Regions from separate parts of the Gossypium hirsutum genome. Here region 1 is linked to region 2. Evidence: chromatin contacts called from public Hi-C data. All regions are on one chromosome and are shown on one strand. Each heading gives the region's core, a stretch centred on a gene start, on an enhancer-like site or on the middle of the called end of the contact. The rest is flanking DNA. Distances are from core to core; before and after follow the strand shown.

What was found. A called contact is a pair of places that touch in the nucleus more often than the background predicts.
Region 1: a Hi-C map of leaf shows a contact between it and region 2, with 3 times the contacts expected there. The contact joins the enhancer-like site here to the promoter of LOC107936467 in region 2. A contact is called at or near these places in 10 of 34 Hi-C or Micro-C datasets (callus, leaf and petal).

Annotation. Positions count from the first base shown.
Region 1 is chrA09:29,404,602-29,411,543 of Gossypium_hirsutum_v2.1, reverse strand. No RefSeq gene overlaps it. Among protein-coding and RNA genes, the nearest start is that of LOC121206865, 26 kb to the right of the region's middle. Within about 2 kb of position 4,768, at least 1 of the 9 cell types and tissues checked has an H3K27ac peak or open chromatin away from gene starts, as enhancers often do. A contact at or near this core is called in leaf, where this site is marked.
Region 2 is chrA09:29,078,482-29,085,677 of Gossypium_hirsutum_v2.1, reverse strand. LOC107936467 (pentatricopeptide repeat-containing protein At2g29760, chloroplastic) reads left to right here and starts at 3,924. Exons shown (of 1, transcript XM_016869195.2): 1 at 3,924-5,932. The coding sequence starts at 4,017. The coding sequence ends at 5,810.

The DNA of each region.
Region 1 (6,942 bases), core at 3,519-6,018, 330 kb before region 2:
TTATGGCACAAATTAGTTAATTATTTTTTACTTTTTATATATTATTTTTCTTTGGTTTGCATATTTATTCACCCATTGTTAGTAGCAGTATCTAATCCTCCTCTACAACTATGAATCATGTGATGTGGTTTTTTAGTTCAGTACTTTGAACTTTTTTTTTTGGATGTTTCAGTTGTTTTTTCTTAATGTATTGTGGTATTTTTGTTTTTAGTAAATAAGCTTGTAACTTAGATAGAAAAGCATAATATAATACATCAAAATAATGAATTAGTTATTCTTTTTAGCTTTACCTTGTGTGCTTTAAAGATATATGCATTGGATTCTATTCTGAGATTAATTTATACTGTGATTTGAAGATATCTAATACTTTACTATCTTGCAGTAATGGCATGTTTGCCTTTAATAGTACAAAGTGAGAGGTGAAAAAAATTGATTTTGCATTGACAATATGGTTGCAAATGTGTACATACTTATAGATCAAGGATTACATCATATATTTTAGATTTTTATGCACAATGAGATTATGTGAAAAGACTTGTACATGCTAGTGATGAGACCTGTATTAAACAAGGTAGGAAGAATCTACTTACTTTTTCTTTCAGAACTATGTGAGATGTTACAAATTTTAGGAGGATTGAAGCCGTCAAGGAACATGCTTGTTGATGAGCAAATGACAATGTTCTAACATATCTTTCTCATCACCTTAAAAACTGAGTTATCAAGCATCACTTTAATAGGTCTAGGAAAACTGTTAGTAGATCATCTCACAATGTTTTAAATGTTGTCATATGTTTAGAAGATATGTTATTTAAAAAGGCAAAGCCAATTTTAGCTAATTTTATATACCCAAGGTGGAAATGGTTCAAGGTATTAGAGTGAGTTCTATATATAGCTTGTACATAATTCAGTTGATTTAGATTTAAATATAGTATCCTATCCTGAGGTTTTATACACGTGATTTAGAATTCCTTAGGTGCTTTAGATAGAACCCACATTAAGATTACAGTTCCAAAAGTTGATAAACCTAGATATCGAACACAAAAAGGTGACATAGCAACAAATACGTTAAGTGTTTGTACACCTAATATGTATTTTGTTTATGTTCTTCTTGGTTGGGAAGGTTCTGTTACTGATGGACAAGTTCTTCGAGATGCCATTACTAGGAGACATACACTAAAAGCTTCTCATGGTAAAGTGCAGAATTGGAGGAATTTGAATTAATTTTTAAGATCATACTTTTTTGGGAAAGTTAACCATGATAAATAGTTTTTTTTTCTTTTTTATAGGTTGTTATTATCTAGTTGATGATGATTACAAAAACTATGAAGAATTTCTTGTGACTTTTAGAGGACAAAGATATCATTTGAATGAGTGATGTCAAGGTTACCAACCAAGTACTCCAGAAGAACTTTTTAATATGAAACATTCTTCAGCACACAATGTTATTGAAATATGCTTTGGGTTATAAAAGCCTAGATAGGGGATACTTAGGAGTCCATCATTCTATCCTATGAGGTATGAGGGTGCATAATAAAATCATTATTGCATGTTGTTTGCTCTATAATATTATTTAAACTTATATGAGTCTTGATCCTATTGAAGTGGATTTGGTAAAAGGTTTACCTATTAATGCGATATATGGTGATGATCCGAATATCATAAATATTTATCCATCAGATGCATGGGTTATTTGGAGGATGGAACTACCCAATCAAATGTTTTATGAATGGAAAGCATCTAGAAATTAATTAGGTTTATTAAAACATAGTAGAAGGTTAATTTGTTTATGTTATTTCATGTATCTAGTTTACAAAACTTTGGTTCTGCTTGAATTGCCTTTATGTATTGTACTGGACTTGTTCAATTGTAACTTTAATTTATTTTCTTTTGATTCGTCATGTGTTATAATTTTATAAAGTGCTGACCTTCTAATTCATAATATCAAACCTAATTTTAATTTACACTTTTTTCTTAAGATAGTTATGTCAAGCTTTTCACAATTAAATACTTTTTTCCAAAATTCTCGAGGAATAAAAAGGAAATGGGTTCCAGAAGAAAATGTTGTGTTGGTTGCCTGTATGGTCGACTTGCACAATGTTGGAACCTTTAATGCAACTAGAAAGAATGTTAGAAAAAGTTTTACCTCATGCTATGTTGAAAGCCAAACCTAATCTTGAATCGATGATTAGGACACTGAAAAGGGATTGGGCAATCGTTTACGACATGCTCATTGGAAAAGACAATAGTGGCTTTGGTTGGGACGAGCATAGACAGATGATTGTTGCTGAAGATATTGTGTAGAACTCATATATAAGTATAAGAATTATTTCCTATCTTTATTATCTTGTTTTGACTAAACTTATATCTAATGTGGATTATTTTTTTTATAGAGTCATAAACCAGCCAGTCAATTCAGACATTGTAGTTTCCCTCTTTATGACCAATTTACTTCCATATATACAAAATATCGAGCCACTGGGAAAGATGTTCAAACAACTGCAGATATTGATGAAGAAGTAGATGTTGAGGATGTACCTACTGTAAAGAATTTTGAAGAAAGAAACAATTATATGCAAAGATGATGTTTCCTTGGACAATATGGATGTCTCGTCTACACAATCGTAAACGTCGAAGCCAAACCAAGATGGTTCCACATTTTCAAAGAAGAAATACAAAGATTTATTCTTTGAGTGAAAAAAATTTATACTTTATTTACTAATGTTGCCACGTTATTGGGGGAAACATAAAGACTATTGGCTTTAAATTAAGTAGGAGCATTGCCTCCAGAATGCTAATTCAATGGAAGTCAGAAACGGTTATTCAAGAAAGTGCCCAAAAATTATATTTGGCCTTATGTGAAGTAGAAGGATTAACTGAGGATGAGCACTATCATGCATTAAGCAAAGTTCTAGATCATCCAATGCAAATGCTTGTTTTCTTTAGTCTACCTTCTTCTGTGCGATTGGAATGGGTGAGAAAATTTATTTATGACCATTAAAAACCATGGTTGTGTTGGTGGTGTTTCGATAACTTTTTGTATATGTAATATTTGGATGGTATAATGACATGATAGAATGCCACACACTATTGCAACTTTTTGATGTTGTAAAATTTAACATATAGATTATGACATATAAGTTAATGACATCATGTAACTTTTTGTTAAATGTATGAACATTATGTTTGGATGTAAAATATAATTCTTAAGCTATTTATTATTTCTAATCTTTTGCTTTTTAGTTTAGAAGATAATTAAATTATTTGTTTCACTAATGATATTTTAGCACATTAAATATGCATTGTAGTTTAAAAATAAAAAAGTAGGTTATATATTATTTTTCTAATATTATATATTATGATTTTTATTAATTCATATTTTAATAATAACTATATTAAGAATGTTATTAAATTATATATTATTTTATTAAATTATATTTAATTATAATCTTATTAAAATTTAATAACAATAACAATAATCTACCTAAAAAAATTATGCTAAGGGTACTTTGGTCATTTAAGCTTTTTTTCTTATGCTATTACAACATTTATTCCATTCAATCAAATACAAAAATACTATTACAGCTCTATTTCATTTCATAAAACCAAACAATTAAATTACTGATTATAATGCTATACTCCGTTCACAAACCCAACGTGGGTTTAAGGTATTCATAACTAAACTTTCAACTCATTTAAGGCATTCATAAAAAAGATATAATATTAAATCTACTAACATCTTTTCCCATTTTATATTAACCATGCATGAAACACTTGGAAGGCTATAAATATCTACTATTTCTTTATGTTTAAGCTGATTCATCTAAAGTTATAAACCAGTTAATTATCCAATTATTATTTTTAAGGAATTTTTATATTTAATATATTGTTTTTCAATTAATATCATCTTAAGTGGGCTCACCCCTTAAACAGGTTCTATTTGTAACATTGATTTAATTGAAAGAAAGAAAGATAATAGGGAAGAGATGCAGGAGCGATGATTAGTAAAATTTCAACTACTCCCTTTTATCCCTTTTTTCCTTTTCCGTCATTTAGGCTCCTCTCTTTACTTTTCCTTTATTTATTTATTAACACATTACTTCTCCCTTGTAATGATTGCCATTGACCACTATTTTCTTTTCCACTTTTCCTCGAGGACCTCCACCATACATCATATCATCACATACTATAAATATTTCCAATTAAATAATATAACTTATTTATATATTTAATTTTATATAAACATCTCAATTAAATATTAATCTAGTCAATATCGTTCTTCTTGTAGAAGCTTAAATATCCTGAAAATATAAACACTTAATTTTATTTTAATTTTTTAATTTATTGTGCTTTGATTTGATTTAATTGTATTTATCTCAGCTTTTGAAAATAAGTTAACTTTTTAATCTAATTTTAGAATTAAATTAAATATCAAATGAATTTTAGAATGAGATTTAAAAGGTTAATTTTAAATTAGAGATTGAGATTGATTTTTGAATTTTCGAATTAACTTGATACTTAATAGAATTTAGCATTTGTATTTTATTTTAAAATAAATTAATTTTGAAGTTAATTAATAAAATAATTTCATTTTAATTGGACCTTTGAAAATTGCTTTTGAGGAATAGAAAAACAAAAATTAATTTGTTTTTGGAATTGAAATTATATTGTTTTCAATTATTTGATCCAAAAGGTCCAAAGTCCAAATTCCTGCCGAGCCTAGGTCCACATTCAAATTTTGGGCAAATTTTTATTCCTGGACAATTTTATGTTTCGACCTGATTTTTGGAGTCCAAAGCAATTTTTAGAGGCCCATTTTGGTTTAGCTACCGCCATTCCGTGTGTCTCTCTATATATAATTTTCTTTTTCTTTTTCTTTTTTTTGTTATCTCTTATATATCCAATTTTCGCGAATACAAAACAAATAAAAGATTTTCAGCATTCAGATTTGGTTAGGGATTGTTTTGGCGTTTATTTATATTTGTATTAATTTTTTTTGTAGTTGTATTTATTTATAAAATTAGACTTTGGAACATAACAATAATTATTTTCAACAAAATAAAATCTATAATTATTTAAATAATTTATTTGATTTTTTACTGAAAGGTAATTTTTTAGAACAAATAAAAATGATAGGATCTAATTTTTTAATTTTAGTAAAAATAATTTCTTTATTTTTTAAAAGGTTGGAAACAATGAGGACTTAAATTGTAATTTAGGAATGTTGAGTACCTTTAAATAATTTAACAAAACATGGATAAGTCGAAAAAGGAAATTGCCTATTCACAAAAGCTAGAAGTTTCTATTGTATTGTCTTAAATTCATTTTAGATTATTCTAATTGAATAAATGAATATCTTCTTCTTGTTTATTTATTTTCAAAATTATTATTGCAATTTATCAAAAAATTAGAAGTAAGCTTATTCATTTAAATAAGTGAATATAATGTTTGAGATTAAAAAAATAATTTATATATAAATATTAATTTAAGAAAATAATCGTGTAATGGTTACAAAATACGTTAATTAAGATTTTATTTTAATTATTATTATTTAAAATATTATTTTAGATTTGTAATTAAATAGCAATTTTTTATTGATATCATCACCTCCATAATTTTAATTAATAACAAAAGTAATTATTTTAAATTTTAAATTTATAAATAATATATATTTGAAATAATATTATTTAAAAATATTCAAATATTTAATATTTTTTTATAAACTTAAATTTTGATCCATTAATATGATGTTTTTAATTGTTAAAATTTTATCAATTTTATAAAACCCAGGAGAGTTTGTAATTATGTATTCTAAATATTTAAATTATTGATATTATTCATATAATGTATTATAATTTTAATATTTTATTTTATTTTTAAAATACAAAAAATGAGTATGCCACATATTAATAAATTAAATCTCGATGTTACCAAGATTTTGTAATATATATAAGTATGATTTAGATGTAAACCACTACCATTAAGTTGAGCAACCTTAATACCTAATAAATAATGAAGTAGCCTCATATCCTTGAGCAAAAATTTAGTGTGTAACCGATGAACAAAGACATCAATTTCTGTATCTGAATCACCAGTGATGATTATGTCGTCCACATACCAACACATACAAACAAAATGTATCAGTAACACGAACAAATAATGACTCATCAGACTTAGAAAGCTTGAACCCGACTAAAAAAAGAAGTGCTTTCAACTTGTCAAACCACGCTCTCGGAGCATGTCGTAACCCATACAATGCTTTATTCAATCGAAAAACTAGTTGTTGTCCATTCACATCAGTTTGAACATAATTTAACATAACTTGGAGGTTGTTGCATGTACACCTCCTCCATCAAATCACTGTTAAGAAATGCACTGTTCACATCCACCTGTCACAACTGCCGTTGTTTAGTGCCAATAAAAGAAAGAATAGTATAGATCGTAGTCAGCTTGACGGCCGGAAGGAATCTCTCCCGAAACTCACATCCATGTACTTAAGAACACGCTCTAACAACCAATCTCCCTTCTCGCAGAGCCATATCGCCATCCGGATTGCATTTTACCTTAAAAATCCACTTGCAACTAATTAACTTACGACCTGGAGGTGATGGAATCAATGTCTAGGTGTTATTACAGATCAAGGTATCATATTCCTCTTAAGTAGCCTACCTCCACTCACTGCTAATAGACACTTTTTCAATAGAGTGAGATTCTCAAACATCAAGCTCAATGCCTGACCACCTCCAGACGTACTAACATCTAGAGTGTGAATACTGCAATCAAATATAAGACTTAGGCGGTTTTCGCAAGTAACGAGTCAGGTTGTAATATAGTTACAACGAAGTAGGTAAGTACTCTAAGGGTCGTACCTAAGGAAGGCAAAACTAAACTAATCCTAATTTCTACGATAATGGGTCTAATTAGTAATTTGATTAAACTATACTA
Region 2 (7,196 bases), core at 2,675-5,174:
CATAACACAAAAAGATAAGGTTACAGAGGATCACCTTGCCTTATTCCTCACATTGGAAAAAATGCATTAGTGGCTGAACCATTCCACAAAATCTGAAACGACGTAGAAGACACAATTCATGATTACAGTGATCAATAATGGAGGCAAGCCTACTTCATAGATTGTATCCTCTAGGAAATCCTATCTAATTTTATCATAAGCCTTCTCCAAATCTATCTTAAGGGCCATTCCAAGCTTGTTACCTCTAAATCCTCTCAAAAAGTATATAGCTTCCTGAGCTATAACAATATTATCCACAATACTTCTCCCTAGGACGAAACTAGCTTGATTTTGTGACGTAACTTTCACCATCAAATGTCTCAACCTATTGACCAGCACCAAAAGTGAAGATCTTATACACCACATTACATAAGCTTATAGGTCTTAATTGGTTAATTCTTTCTGGACCCTAAATTTTAGGTAACAACACTATCAAAGTTCTATTCAAAGTAGGCTCTAATGACTTACCATCCAAAATTTGACGCACAAGACAGCAACTTGATTGGCCTACAATATCCTACTTAGATTGCTAGAATTTAGCATGAAAACCATCTATACTAGAGGATTTCAAAGGAGACATACCAAAAACTACCATGTGTATCGTAGAAACAGTGAGGAGCAAACCATCTTTATTGACCGAGGTAATTTTAGGAAACGCACCATGAAAAGGTAATACCCCACGAACTGAATAATTTATGGAATACAGATCCTTGAAAAACTCCATCGCATGCTTTTTCAGCTCTTCCCCATCAAAAACCCATTCATTTCCAATTTTGATCCCATCTATCTTGTTTCGCTTTTTTCTTGCCAAAGTACACTTGTGGAAAAAACTAGTATTTCTAACTCCACAATTGAGCCATTTCATTCTTGAATTTTGGAACCATAGGAGCTCCTCATGCTTTAGAACTTCCTCTAACTTCTGCAGAATATCCAATTACTGTTTCTAAAGTCTGACCAATATTCTTAAGTCAAGAATTTTCTGCACCTGATTCAGTTCAGTAAGTAAACTCTATTTCCTTACAAATAAATTCTCATAGAATTTTTTATTCCAATCTTGAATTGCAATTTGAAATCTCTCCAACTTATTCATGATCCCCTCATCATTCCTTTAATGTTGTTTGATAAGTAATTTAAAATCAACATATGCAACATCTAGCTATCAAGACATCTAAAAGGTCTATAACCCTTAGTAAGCTCGGGTTTAAAAGATACCAAGACTGGTCTATGGTCAGATTTCAAATGATAGAGGTTGTGTATCAAACAATTAGGAGCATAAGAGTTCCATTCAGAATTACAAATAGCTCTGTCAAGCCTCTACGATAAAAAACCCTTGCTCTACATAAATTTGGGACCACTATAACCCAAATCGCGCAAGCTATTGCTAAAAATGAATTCTTGAAACCATTTACAGCCAACCCGCGAAATTGACGCTCCCTCAATTCTATCTAAACCATCCAAAATAGAATTAAAGTCGTTGGCGATCAACCACGGATCTTTAATTGATTCAGCCATGATATTAAGAACTTTCCAAAGGCCCTTCCTCGTTCTCGACTGTGGGCTAGCATAAAATGCAGTACGTAAAATACAAAGATCCTTGCACATTCATGATTCGCATATGCACCAATTGGGGAGTAAAACATACAATGTCCACCGCAATCGATTCATTCCATAAGATCTAAATACCTCCTACAAAACCGTTTGCTTCAATCCGAAATGATCTATTCATACCAATTCATGAAACAATTTTATCAATTTAATCACCACTAGTCTGAGTTTCGAAAAGACATATGACATCTAGATGTACTTCTTTCCTATAATCAGAAACGAAATTATGAAAGCGGGGGTAACTCGCACCTTGACAGTTCCAAAAAATAAGTTTTGTATCCATAAATATAAAAAGTGATAAAACCCCTCAACAAGATAGAATCAACAGCTAGTTTCGGCACTAATTGAATCCATACCTCCAAACTGCTCAGTTACCATGGTTGTATTGACTTGCAAACTGATGCTAGCAGGATCTCTATCTAATCCACCCACAATTTCTTCCATGGCTACCTCTACTGCTACCTCTACGTCTATTATTTCTATTTCTAGATCAACAAATGAACTATCTGGTAGTTTCTTCCACTATTCATTTCCTTCCACAAAGATTGAGGGATTCGAATCCAGTGTAACCTCTCCAACAAATCCAGTTCCAAAATAGAACAATCCTTTTTCCTTACCCACCATCATACCCATTAATTCTTTGCCTGACAATACAACAGACTGTTGTGTACCACCAAACTGAATGGCCTGGTGATTTTTAGCATTTAGATGATTCGAAATCTGAACGGGATTGAAACCTCCCACATCAATCACCTTCTCCACCTTATCACGGGCTATAGAGGAGCCATTATCAAATTTTTTCTGGTTGAGCCCAGGTGTTTCCCCATTGGAATTAATGGGTTTCAAAATTTTTAGCCCAACTTTAGGCCTATGTTCTCCTTTACCTTTCCCATTCGGCCCCATCTTCCTAATCTCATTTGCTCCCTTAACCATCGTTTTTTCCATTCGATCTCCTACATTAAAAACCCCAATGAAGCATTTAATCCCTCCTGCATCATATCTTCAACCTGCCCACTAAATACGTCTTAATTTAATCTATCTTCCTTTCCCAGAATTGAAAATCTAGATCCTCCTTGATTGGCTCTTTGGCCACCGTTTCTAGGTTCACTGTTGCTCCGGGCCTTTCCCCAATGACGCCTCTCAACCAACATCCAAGGGCCAAAGGCCTCTTCCTCCACTCACTTCTAGATACCCGATGAAACCCCAACTGTTCCTAACGATTCATTTTCCTTGCCCGGTTACGGTTCTTTCGTGCCAATGCAACCTTCAGAGCTATAGTTGTATAAACCACACTGAAAATAGACGTTTCATAATGATTCATACTCAACCCGCTATAATTGACCATTGATTCTCACCTTTGAAATTAACAGTTTCTGCAAATCAACACAGACCGCTAATCTAGTAAAATGACCCCTCCTTGCAAGATTTGTATTAATATTGAGTTTGATAACCGATCCAATAATCTGCCCAATAGCTCTGAGCAAGACCTTTGAGTAGAACCCTTCAATTAAACCTAGTAATCTAATCCAAACAACTTGAACACTCATATCAGCATTAGTGGATGAAAAATCTAGAGACCATGGACGAACCGTCAAATAATTACCATAAACAACCCAAGGGCCTCCTATTAAAACATTGTTGTAATCATCTGTATCATCAAACTAAACCAAGTAAAACTCATTCTCCAAATCCGAGTTGGAATGAGCCTTTGTGTTTCCACATAATCGTAATCTTGTTGCTAAGTGCGTTAAACCCAATTTTGGACCCTAAAAGCTTGACGATCATAGTTCTTGACATTTTATGCTCAATAAATTTGTGAACACGATCCGAAAAGGTAATCAATGGAACTCCGTCCACCATTTCCGTAACCATGCCCCATCTTGCAGTTCAAATCCTTCTTTTATTCTAATGTGTTGTCCTGCCTCATGGACATCCCTTATTAGCGTTGCCTTATATGAGATTCTGGTTGTATCCTGATTTTGGATTTGCTAACTATCTCCATCAACTATTGGATCATCCGCTTCTTGTGATGACTTCGATTGCCTTTTCATTTTCTTAGTTGCTCTCCCAATGCCGGTATTAGGCCTGCCACCATTATCGCTCACCATTGCCAATATCCCAAGCTAAAAATTACCCTAAAAATATTTATTTTAAAAATAATATATTATTAACTAATAAAATAATTAATCTATAAAATAATGAATTAAGCCAACAAATTTTAATACTAAAATGAGGAAACAGGTATACTTCGGGTGCCAAATCATACATTAAGGCTAAAAATGATGGCAAGATATAAGAAACAAGTTCATACATCGTGAGCCTACTACAAGAATTTGACTCCAAATATTCTGCTACTTGAACCTCCGCTGTTCATGAAACTCGCAAGACCCATTTCGCGACGTGTCACCAGCTTCTCGTCCGGTTTAAAACCAGATCGAGTAACCAAGAATCCTCTGTCTATCACCGTCGCTAAAGAGCTTCACGCGTATTTAATCAAGACCCACCGCCACGATGATTCCTCTTCAATATCTTCCGTTATCAGAGCTTACTGTCTTGATCCCTTTCATTTGCACAAAGCCTATCTCGTTTTCAATCAAATTAAACTACCCACTTTGTTAAACTTTAATCTCATGATCCGTGGTTTTTCCCAGAGTACCCAACCCATTGAAGGTATTAAAATCTATTACAAAATGTACTGTTTCCACGGTTTTTCTGGTGATAATATCACTTTTATTTTTGTTTTCAAGGCCTGTGCTCGAGTTATAGATATTAAAACCGGTCAAAAGTTTCATGTTCATGCTGTGAAACGAGGGTTTGATTCCTATTTATTCGTTGCAAATGCGTTGATTCATATGTACTCTAGCTGTGGTGATTTGGATTTTGCGAGGAAAGTGTTTGATACAATGGGGAAAAGAGATTTAGTTTCTTGGAATTCTTTGATTTGTGGGTACAGTCAATGCAAAAAGTTCAAGGAATTGTTGGGTTTGTTTAACGCAATGCAAGAAGCTAATGTGAAAGCTGATGCTGTGACAATGGTGAAAGTTATTTTAGCTTCTTGTTATACAGATAACATGGGTTTGGCAGATTCTATGGTTAAATATATTGAGGAAAATTGCATTCATATTGATGTTTATTTGGGTAACACTTTGATAGATATGTATGGAAAACGTGGTTTGGTTAATTTAGCACGGGAAGTTTTTGATAGAATGCCTGAGAGAAATTTAGTGTCTTGGAATGCATTGATCAAGGGGTACATAAAAGCAGGGCAAGTTGTTGAAGCAAGGAAGGTTTTTGACAACATGAAGCAAAGGGATGTGATTTCTTGGACTTCCATGATTACAGGTTACTCTCAAGTTAACCAATTTAAAGATGCATTGAAGCTTTTCCAAGATATGATGGCTGCAAAGGTTACACCTGATGAGATTACAGTGGCTACTGTTCTTTCTACTTGTGCCAACTTGGGTGTTCTTGATGTTGGACGGGCAGTTCATGACTATATCTGCAAGCATGGTATACGAGCCGATGTTTATGTTGGAAACTCCTTGATTGATATGTATTTCAAGTGTGGTGTGGTTAAGAGCGCTTTGGAAGTATTCCATGATATGAAAGAGAAGGATTCTGTTTCATGGACTTCAGTTATCTCAGGACTTGCTGTTAATGGTTTTGCTGATTCTGCACTTGAATATTTCTCACAGATGTTGAAAGATGGTGTTGGGCCAACTCACGGGTGCTTTGTTGGGATTTTGCTTGCCTGCACTCATGCTGGATGGGTAGATAAAGGGTTGGAATTTTTTGAAAGTATGGAAAAAGTTCATGGACTAACCCCTGAAATGAAGCATTATGGCTGTGTTGTGGATCTTTTAAGTCGTTCTGGGTATCTAGAAAGGGCCTACGAGTTCATTAAGAAAATGCCTGTACATCCAGATGTGGTACTGTGGAGGATATTGTTGGGTGCATGTAAGCTTCATGGAAATGTAGTCTTAGCTGAGATTGCCACAAACAACCTTATTGAACGGGATCCTTCTAACAGTGGAAATTATGTTCTCTTGTCAAACACTTATGCAATCTCAGATAGATGGGATGCTGCTACGAAAATGAGACAGTTGATGGAGGGGAACAATGTGCAGAAGCCTTCTGGTTGGAGCTCCATTCAAGTAGATAGATGACTTGAATTGTTATTTACTAATTTAATCTTTAATAGAATACACAAAAATTAACAACTTTTTTTAACCCAGCATTTGGCCTATTAATTAAGGATATACACCATACCCTAAGGTCATTGAATTGATTTGCAGATCGTGTCTGTATCTGTGTGATGGTTTAAATGGGTGCTTCTAACGTGGTGCCCCCCCGCGCGGGGGGGGGGGGGGGGAGTAGGTTGGGGTAGTAAGGGTTCCCACCTCAACTTTTTAAACCTTTTTTTTTACTATGGAGTTATTTATTCTCAAAATTGATAAAATTGGATTTGGTCCCTTTATTACTATATATTTTTTATAAATTAAATATTATTGAAAAATTAAATGTTAAAAAATTAAGTGTTGAATTTAAGTTATAAAATATGTTTAGTATTTTAGTTAAAATTAAATATTGAATATAATTATGTTGTTTGATAAATGATAATATAATCTTAATTGAAATAAAATAAAACTAGAATTCATTAAATTTATTTTTTATTAAGTGATAAGAAAGCCTCTATCTACTTATCATTTTCTATACTTTTTGTTAAATAAATTCTATTTAATAGTTTTCAAAGTAGGTTATTAAATGTGCTTAAAAAATGTAATTGTTGAAAATATGAATTTTCAATTAATTAAATTTTTCAACACTTTATCAAACATAATTATCTTTGCATTCTCTGAAAAGTTTAAGTTTAGAAACCTGTCTGTAGTTGAGTTCATTGTATTCAGTCAACTCCTACATTTGCTTAGCTCTCTGGTAAATACTTATGAACCCTAAGTTATTTTCATAATTATTTATGTATTTTTAACTCTGCATGCAAAAGTATCAGATTAGTATCTAAGGAAGGAAGCTTCTTGATTCTATGTTAACTGTTAATGTTTCTTGCATGCATGTTTGTTTTCAATGGTGTAATGATATGATAAGTTTAGTTATTTATATTTTAGCTCAAGACACTATAGAAGGTCCTAAAGATAAAGGCAAGGTTCTGCTATATAGACTTTGTTGTATTTCTGGTGACTTCCTTCATACTTCCATGTGTGTAGTATTCTTAGTTTTATATTTTGTGTAAGGTAAATACTTATGCTCTGTAAAAGTGAAGTGTGCGTATATGAAAAGTGGTTGTTCAGAGTTGTCACTTTGGGTCTACAATGATTGTGTTAAAGAGTAAGAATTATTCTTCATGCTTGAGCCATTACCTTATACTTCTAACAAGAATGATATGGACTAAAACATGGAAATGATGTTAAGGAAAACTATTCATGGTGATGCATTCAATGGAATGTACATTGAATTGGCAGATCGCGATACATGAAAATGTTTGTTTATCCTCTGGTTGGGCAAATGTATATTGCAAACTAGATTGACAAATAATG